2 separate regions of the Mus musculus genome follow, and region 1 is linked to region 2. Evidence: chromatin contacts called from public HiChIP or PLAC-seq data. All regions are on one chromosome and are shown on one strand. Each heading gives the region's core, a stretch centred on a gene start, on an enhancer-like site or on the middle of the called end of the contact. The rest is flanking DNA. Distances are from core to core; before and after follow the strand shown.

What was found. HiChIP or PLAC-seq counts read pairs in DNA pulled down with a chosen protein or histone mark.
Region 1: a contact with region 2 is called in an H3K27ac HiChIP or PLAC-seq map of heart atrium, with 5 read pairs. The contact joins two enhancer-like sites. A contact is called at or near these places in 1 of 484 Hi-C or Micro-C datasets (cardiomyocytes) and 1 of 115 datasets of contacts at active chromatin or transcription factors (heart atrium).

Annotation. Positions count from the first base shown.
Region 1 is chr7:67,553,127-67,557,140 of GRCm38.p6, reverse strand. All of the region lies in intron 6 of Lrrc28 (leucine rich repeat containing 28), which reads left to right. Among named protein-coding and RNA genes, the nearest start is that of Gm23233, 16 kb to the left of the region's middle. Within about 2 kb of position 2,075, at least 7 of the 459 cell types and tissues checked have an H3K27ac peak or open chromatin away from gene starts, as enhancers often do. A contact at or near this core is called in heart atrium, where this site is marked.
Region 2 is chr7:67,042,198-67,046,169 of GRCm38.p6, reverse strand. All of the region lies in intron 13 of Adamts17 (a disintegrin-like and metallopeptidase (reprolysin type) with thrombospondin type 1 motif, 17), which reads right to left. Among named protein-coding and RNA genes, the nearest start is that of 1700112J16Rik, 180 kb to the left of the region's middle. Within about 2 kb of position 1,824, at least 26 of the 459 cell types and tissues checked have an H3K27ac peak or open chromatin away from gene starts, as enhancers often do. A contact at or near this core is called in heart atrium, where this site is marked.

The DNA of each region.
Region 1 (4,014 bases), core at 826-3,325, 510 kb before region 2:
CTTAGCAAATATGAATACGTCTTAATAGTCAGACAGACAGATGGACAAACTCACACATACACACAAAGTTTTTGAGCACCAGAAAGCTTTGTGTTTAGCCATGCTACTTAGACCTTGGCATGGGAGCATAAGCCTTGTGGGATGTCTCTGTAATGGGAGACCTTGGCATGGGAGCATAAGCCTTGTGGGATGTCTCTGTAATGGGAGACCTTGGCATGGGAGCATAAGCCTTGTGGGATGTCTCTGTAATGGGAGGTGGAACCCATAAGTTGGGGGGTGAGGGCACTCACTAAATTCAGTGTCTTACCAAAGTTTAGCTGAAGGATCCCAGTTTTTCTTTACAATTTTTTTTATTAATTACTTTTTTTTTTTTTTTTTTTTTTTTGGAGACAGGGTTCTCTGTGTAACAGTCTTGGCTGTCCTGGAACTCACTCACTTTGTAGACCAGGCTAATGTCAACCTCACAGAGGTCCACCTGCCTCTGCCTCCTGAGTGCTAGGATTGAAAGTGTGCACCACCATGCCCAGCTCTGTTTTCATTTCATGTGCCTTGGTGGTTTGCCTGTCTGTCTGTGTGAAGGTGTCGGATCATCTGGAACTGTAGTTACAGACAGTTGTGAGCTGCCATGTGGGTGCTGAGAATTGAACACTTGTCCTCTAAAAGAGCAGCCAGCGCTCTTAACCACCGAGCCATCTCTCTGGTCTGCGGGAGCTCAGTTTAAACAGCTGTCTGATAGTAGCTGCTTCAGACGGCAGCTACAGAAGCTGCCTGTAAGGATGGCTTAGATGGCGTGTGATACTGTCGATCCCATTAGGTGCCTTTGAATATGTGGTGCTCTAGTCACTTGTAATACTGTCAAGCCATTAAGGTTCTTTGGCTGTTCTTCCTGAAAATGAAAAGACGGATGCTGGTATTATTACCGTGCAGTGACAGTTGAATGACAGATGAGCCTACAGACAGGCTTTGTTCACAGTGGTGACTATCAGCATAGGAGGAAAAAAAACAGTCGCTTGAACCTCATGCTATGAAAGTTAGCAGAGGGCTCAAAACTTGGCATTTTTTGCTACTGAGTTGATACAGCTTGGTTGACTTACTCCTCACAGAATTGTGGCTTCACCTCTTACCTTCTGAGAGTTGAGGGGAGTACAGAGAAAAAGCTTTTCCCAGGTCTCCTGGTTTTCCTTGAATTAGTAAACCTAATTATTTGGGAATGTTTACTGCCTATTCCATGTTGAATAATGAATGCAAGAACTGTGAATTGCTAGGCCCAAGTTGGCTGTAGAAAAGCATGTTTTAGCTCCCTGACAGTGCTGTGTCATAAAATTCAGTGCCTGTAGCATTTGTGGTTGATAAGAAAACAAAGGTGCATCTAGTTTAGCAGGCTAAATTTCTATTAAATGTTTCAGGTTAAATTTTTATTACATGTTTATTTAGAAAAGTATAAATGGGGGTCAGCAAGATGGCTCAGCTACTAAAAGTGCTTGTCGTGCTGCCTAAGTACCTGAATTTGACCCCGAGAGCCCACATGGAAGGAAAGGACTGACTCCTGCAAATCATCATGTGACTTTGTATGTGCATGCCTTAAATAGTAATAAATAAATGTCAAAAGTAATTTTTAAAAAAACAGTCAATTATTTGTTTTGAAAGATTTGTGTAAATTTTATGTGTAAGAGTGTTTTGCCTGAATGTATGTATGTACACCATGGGTGTGCCTGGTGCTCTTGGGGACCAGGAAAGGAAATTAGGTTCCCTGGACCTGGGGATAGAGGTGGTTGTGAGCTGCCATGTAGGTCCTGGGAACTGAACACAGGCCTTCTACGAGAACAGCAAGTGCTCTTAACTGCTGAGCCATTTCTCCTGCCCCCAGAGAGTAAATTCTTAAGAACATGTAGCATGTGACATTGAGGTTGACAAAAGAGCCTGGGAATAATTTAATGTGGAGTAAGTCCAGCAGATAGTAGGCATAGTAATGAGAAATGATTTGAGCTTCTAGACCAGTCTTGGAGTTGTCCCTCAGTCTAGCAGTGACATGTTATCTTGGGAAGGTGTGAGTGTTAAGGACCAGTGCTACAATGGAATGACAGATCCTGTACTGTCTCCTACCCTGCAGCATAGAGAATGCTTTAAACTGTCAACCTGCCACACAGTGGAGAACACTGAGTGCTTTGGAGCGGTTGTCCACTAGCTTTGTAAGAACTGGGTACTTTATTAGGAAAAAAACAAATATGACAAGTTAGTGTTTGAAACCAGCTCCCAGGATTTTAAACGTGCACTGAAGTAACTTCCTTCCCATTGCAAACTGAGGATGAAAACTACACGTGTGGTGCTTACATGTACTGTTTGTGTTGCTTCTTACTTATTCCCACCTCTCCATGTTTGCTGAGAAGATCAGGAATTGCTGCTATTTACAGGGTTTGGTTTTTTAAATGTACATGGTAAAACTAATCAGACAGCAAACCACTATTAGAGCTGTATTAAGCTATTAACTTCATTTTTAAGTTTTAGCTTACACATAAAAAGATTAAAATGTGTATTTATGAGATACCCTGTGATGCTTTGATGTATGTATCAGTTAATAGTTTCATGATCCCAAACTTGGAGATGCCTGTCAACTCTGTTCTACTAAACTGTAGATGTAGTTTGAAGAACTGATACCATGAGGCCCTTGTAACTCCAGTTAATGGGAGTTAATTGCCAAATTTGTGGCTTGAATCAGTTTGAATGCCAGAAAATTTGTTCTCATACAGACAGACTCAGGAGTCAGAGTTAGACCTACATTTGACCTTAAAGTGTAATAACTTCCTTCTAAAGGGAAACCTAAACATGAGGCAAAAAATTATATTCTGTAGGAATAATGTTAATGAAATGAAAACTGAAAAATAAAGTAATTACAGAGTAGAAATAATGGAAAAGAAAGCCTTGATAATAAAGTCCAAAAATTAGTAGTGGGAAGACATGAGAGGGAATTACTCTATTAATTACATCCATAAAGATCTTACTTGAAAAGTATTCCAAATTTCTTCAAGAAAATGGACATTCAAGGCTAGAGATCTGGCTCAGGCTAAGGGCTTGATCTTGAGTTTAAGCCCCAGAACCTTGTGAAAGAGCTGAGTTGTGGCTCACACAGGTGTAAGCCCGGCGCTAGGGAGGAGGAGGCAGCCTGGCCTATTTTGCCAGCAGAGACCCTGTCTCAGAAAACAAGCTGGACAGCACCTGAGGAGTAATACCTGAGGTTGACCTCTGGCCTCCACATACATATTCATACTTGTGGAGGGGGGTGGGGGAAAGAGAGGGAGGGAAGAGAAGGAGAGAGAAAGGGAGGAGGGAGGGGAAGAAGGGGAGAAGGAGGGAGAAATGAATAATGGATGTTCATTGTGCCCTTGTGTATTTGTGATGAAAGTCATTTTCTTTCTACTGTTGCATGATGGGGCTCTATCGGCCTCCCAAGTCTTTGCTCTACTTCAGATTTTCTTAGAGAATTAACAAGGATTATTTAATGTGACTTCTACAAGCATGGGCCAGATGTTGACTTCCTGTGCTAGTGTGTAATAAGAAAGCATGCGGAGATTTGGACAAGTATGTGTTTCTTGCTAAGCTTGAGTAGGATTTGGTGGGGTGGGATGAGATTGAGATGGAAAGCACCAGTTATAAACAAACAAATCCAGGTGGGGGCACACGCCTGTCATCCCAGCACTTGGAAGGCAGAGGTGGGGGAACTGGGAGTTCGAGGTCATTCTTAGTCACATGATGAGACAGCATCCTGGACTACATAAAATCCTATCTCAAACAAGTAAACAAACAGCCTGTCACCTCTTCATAGGAAGATACAGATGTGAAATTCTAGAAACTAAGTGCTGTGAGGGCTAAGCTTGGAGCCAGATACTCGCCAGCAAAACTTTTTGTTATTCTAGAACGGTGACAGGAATGTGCGATGCTGGCAGCCTCTGGATGATGTCGTTAATTGACTTAAAAGCAAGAACCTGCAGTTTCCATCAGACACCATTCTAAAGTTCT
Region 2 (3,972 bases), core at 575-3,074:
CTTCAGCTCTGAGCACAGCATGAGAACTCTTACATTATTAAAAGCCGTACAGCCACGTACAACAAGGAAAGATGCCTAGAATGCGCCCCCTGCATGGATGGTGTGTGCTTAGATGAGTTCTGGCTGAGGCTTCTGTCTGGCTTCTCAGAGGCCTGCCTGTGGGCTTCTCAGAGGCCTGCCTGTGGGCTTCTCAGAGGCCTGCCTGTGGGCTTCTCAGAGGCCTGCCTGTGGGCTTCTCAGAGGCCTGCCTGTGGGCTTCTCAGAGGCCTGCCTGTGGGCTTCTCAGAGGCCTGTGGGCAAGGGCTTCTGACTGACCAGAGGAAGCAGAAGCTACAGCCAGAGTAAGAAAGATGGGCTCTGAGGTTTGAGAGCTGGTGATTACATCAGCTTAGAGGTCTGGAATTTCTCCCAAGCGCCAGAGGGAACATGGACACCGCAGCTCACAATGTTCTTATAGCCCTCTCAGACTTTGTCTTTACTTTTAAGGCAGAGTCTAGTTAATGTTGAGGCCGGAATAAGTGATCATCTAAGTTCTGTCTTCTGTCTTGGCTACTCAGTCTTCTCTCTCACAGGCTGTCCGCCAGGACTTCATAACCAGTTCCCAGGTACCAGTCTTTAGCTGATTGGACCAGTAAAGTCCGCCTGACTATGAAGAGACCAATCGGTCTTTCTTCTGGAATAGCTAGACCCTCTAGACAGGTCTCAGTTAACTGGATAGCACTTACCACAGCCAGAATGACTGATGTCTTTTCCCTGACAACTCAACACTGAAACTCCATGACACGGAGAGGCCATGGCTCACAGCTGGCGGGTCGCAGAGAAGGCTAGGTTATTTTCTTTATAATTCAGAAATATGCAAAGTTCTGAAAAATGAGTGTTTTCTTATATGTGTGTCAAACTATTTGGCTGTAAAACCAGCCTTTTCTGACAGGAATGATAACCCACCTCATTAGCCATCACATCCCCCCCCCCCCCCCCGCAGGCCGCCATGTGTCCTCTTGGGTGCCAGTGGGGATGTTAATATGTGGCTACTGAGCCATCATTGAATTTCAAACACTACAGAGCTTTGAATTCTGAGCCGTAAGTGATCTGGAAGGATTCAGAGATGCGACACAGATTTACTTAATGGGACCTGTGGGTCTCCCTAGTTGGCGGTTCGAGGAGAAGTTTAGAGAAATGTAGACTGCACTGGGGCAGGGCTCCTGGAGGCCATAGAAGAAGGGCCTAATGTTTTCAGATATCTTGGTTCCAGCCCCTCATTGGTCCTTTGGGAACACCCTTCATCTTTGTCACAATGCTCCTCCATCTCTGGGCCACTTGGCTGAGTAGGAGTCACGGCTGTGACCCTCCCATCTCTTATTTGCTCAGACGCTCAGACGGGAGGGTGGGGGATGTCTCTTGTGTGAACCAAAGGAGCTGGGAAAAAGGCACTTTGTCCAGATGCGGCTTTCCAACACTTTACTGAGGATGGAGCCTGCTGTTGGCCTGGTCACATGGGTCTGAACCTCTGGACATTTCTACTGTGAAAAGATCCCACAGGGAAAGCAGAAACAGATCTGGCAAGCGGCCACCTCAGTGGGTTTCTGTCTTAGGGCTTTCCCTCTTTGGGATCTTTACTGAGGAGAGTCTTTGTTCCTCCTTTGGAGGTGGGATGGGTTTGTGGTCCCGAGTCCTCCTTCGGAAAGTCTACCTCTGCAAGAATTCTTTTTAAAAGAGGGAAAGGGAGAGGAGAGAAAATACTGCTTCCCCTTTACTGACTTGTGCGTCACTCGCCAAAGAATTCTGCAGCGATAGCAATGCTATGAATAGGGCAGTTATAATGGGCCGTGAGGAGCCAGAGCCCAACCGCAGGGATCACTCCTATCACGGCTCAGCTACAGCCGTGCCTCTCAGAAAGAGGGGTTCCAGGGGACCATTTATCATCAGCCATCTGAATCAGCCATCTATTATGGCATTGTTGCCCTTCTGAAATGCTTTTAAAATGCTGGCTTCTGTTTGTACTGAGAAAAATGGAACCTCATGCGTAAGAAGTCGTGGCAATTTCACCACAGAGGACATTGGGTCAAGCTACGCTCACAAAGCCCGGAACCGGAGGTCTCTCCTTCAAAGGCTGAACACCTCCAGTCTGTAAGTCTATCAAATATGGCTGGCTTCTTCAGGTCAAGGTATTTGTTAGATCTAGTTATTTGTTACGTGGGTAGAATGAGACAAGAGACAGATGGGTGAGAAAATGCAGCCTAGCCCTGTCAAAGTCCTCAAGGAGTCTCCTCATGAGGGAGGCCTGGGCTGACAGCAGTCTTAGTTACTATGATGATAAGGGGGCCAAAACATTCAGCCATTCAAGCGGTTAGTGGTCAATAGAGATTTAAGATGGAGTTGCTCAAGTGGGGTTTCTGCCCTGTATACATGAAGCAAGTCTGGTTAAAAACAAAGTAAGCAAGCAACAAACAGCCCCCCCCCCCGCCTCCCACAGAGCTGAGAGGAAATGTTCAGGGGACAGGGGTACCTTAGCCCTCATGCCTTCTGGCTCAAGGAAAGGGGGAAAGGCAAAAAAGGCTTCAATCTATCGTTCCCTGGCTCTCTGGAGACAACGAAAGGCTTGAGTGGTTCCCATCACAGCGAGCTGCTGTACTGGAACATGCACCATCTCTGGTAATATCTCGGTTCCAATCAGGGGTCTGAATATGCCTGAGGTAGCTGGGAGCCCCTAGGCTGTTCATGCCCAGACAGAAAAGTAAGGGTGCCTCCAACAGTACCCTATGTTTTGGGAGAGGGAAGTCTCTTGTCTCTTCTCTCTTTCTTCAGGGAAAGTTAGGGATGAGAAAGCTAAGCTCCTGGGGAATTCTGCTGGCTAAGTGACAGCATGGCTAAGTGACAGCACGGCCATTATTACGCCCCCACCTCCACCCCCGACCCCTGCCAATGAGGTATCTTTTTAAATACAAAGAAAAAATGTCTGGGGAATGAGCTTTCTATTTCTTCCAAGGTCCCCAGGTAAGCGGGTAACGTTAAAAACAACATGTGTTATTTTACAAGCTAGCTCAAACCTGAGAGGTCAGGTGTTGGGCTAAGCGCTGCAGATCTGAAGCTGTTGATGCTGGGGATATCTGGGCTCCCCCCCCTAAACATCTAGGCACATTTGAACTTGTAATTGCTGGTACCCGAATGGGGATTTCCTGGGGAAGAAAACCAAGACTTGGTGTGAGAATTCATTCTTCTGAAAGCCACTCGGAAGTTATAGAATAGGACTCAGTTGATTTTGTTCTAAGGATCCCTCACTGTGCCCGAGACTTCTTCCTTCCTGCTAGAGTATTTGGGTACTGACAGCCAGTGGGTTATTTTCTGAGTCCACTCTGTCTGCTGCTGGAGCTTAGACATCACGTAACCTGTCCCCTCCCATCCTCAGAATCTTCTTTTGCATGCTCAGGACAGGTGACAGAGGTGAATGTAGACCTAACTTGTACCTGGCTTGTGGTATGCTTGATAAATGGGACCATACTGTCAGTATCACAATACAAAGTACTGTTTCTTAAGGGGGAAGACTTTTAGGCAAAACCCCAATACTCTGGACTACGCCTTGGGGTGTCCTTACCTACAATGACCAAACATCACAAACTCTATGAAGACATGGCCCAACACCTAGACTTATTTCTAGGGACTGAAAACATAGTGGCAGCTTAAGGCATACAGTCTCCCAGTGCGGGAGAATGTTTTTTTTAGAAAGAAAATGTGACCAGTGCTGGTTACCCTCTTTCCTTTATTGTACATGGTTCTTAAAAGTCTTCCAAGTACTTCTAGGCAAAGAGTAAAGCCAACCCAAGTAAGCCAAGGAAAGCAAAATGGCACACACTCAAAACACACCACTCTACTCCTGGTACCTCAGAACACAGCAGAGTGGGAAACATACGCTAGCACACCTGCCTTGCTGAAAATGAATCTAGCCTACCATTTGCCTTTATGGCCTGTGGGGAG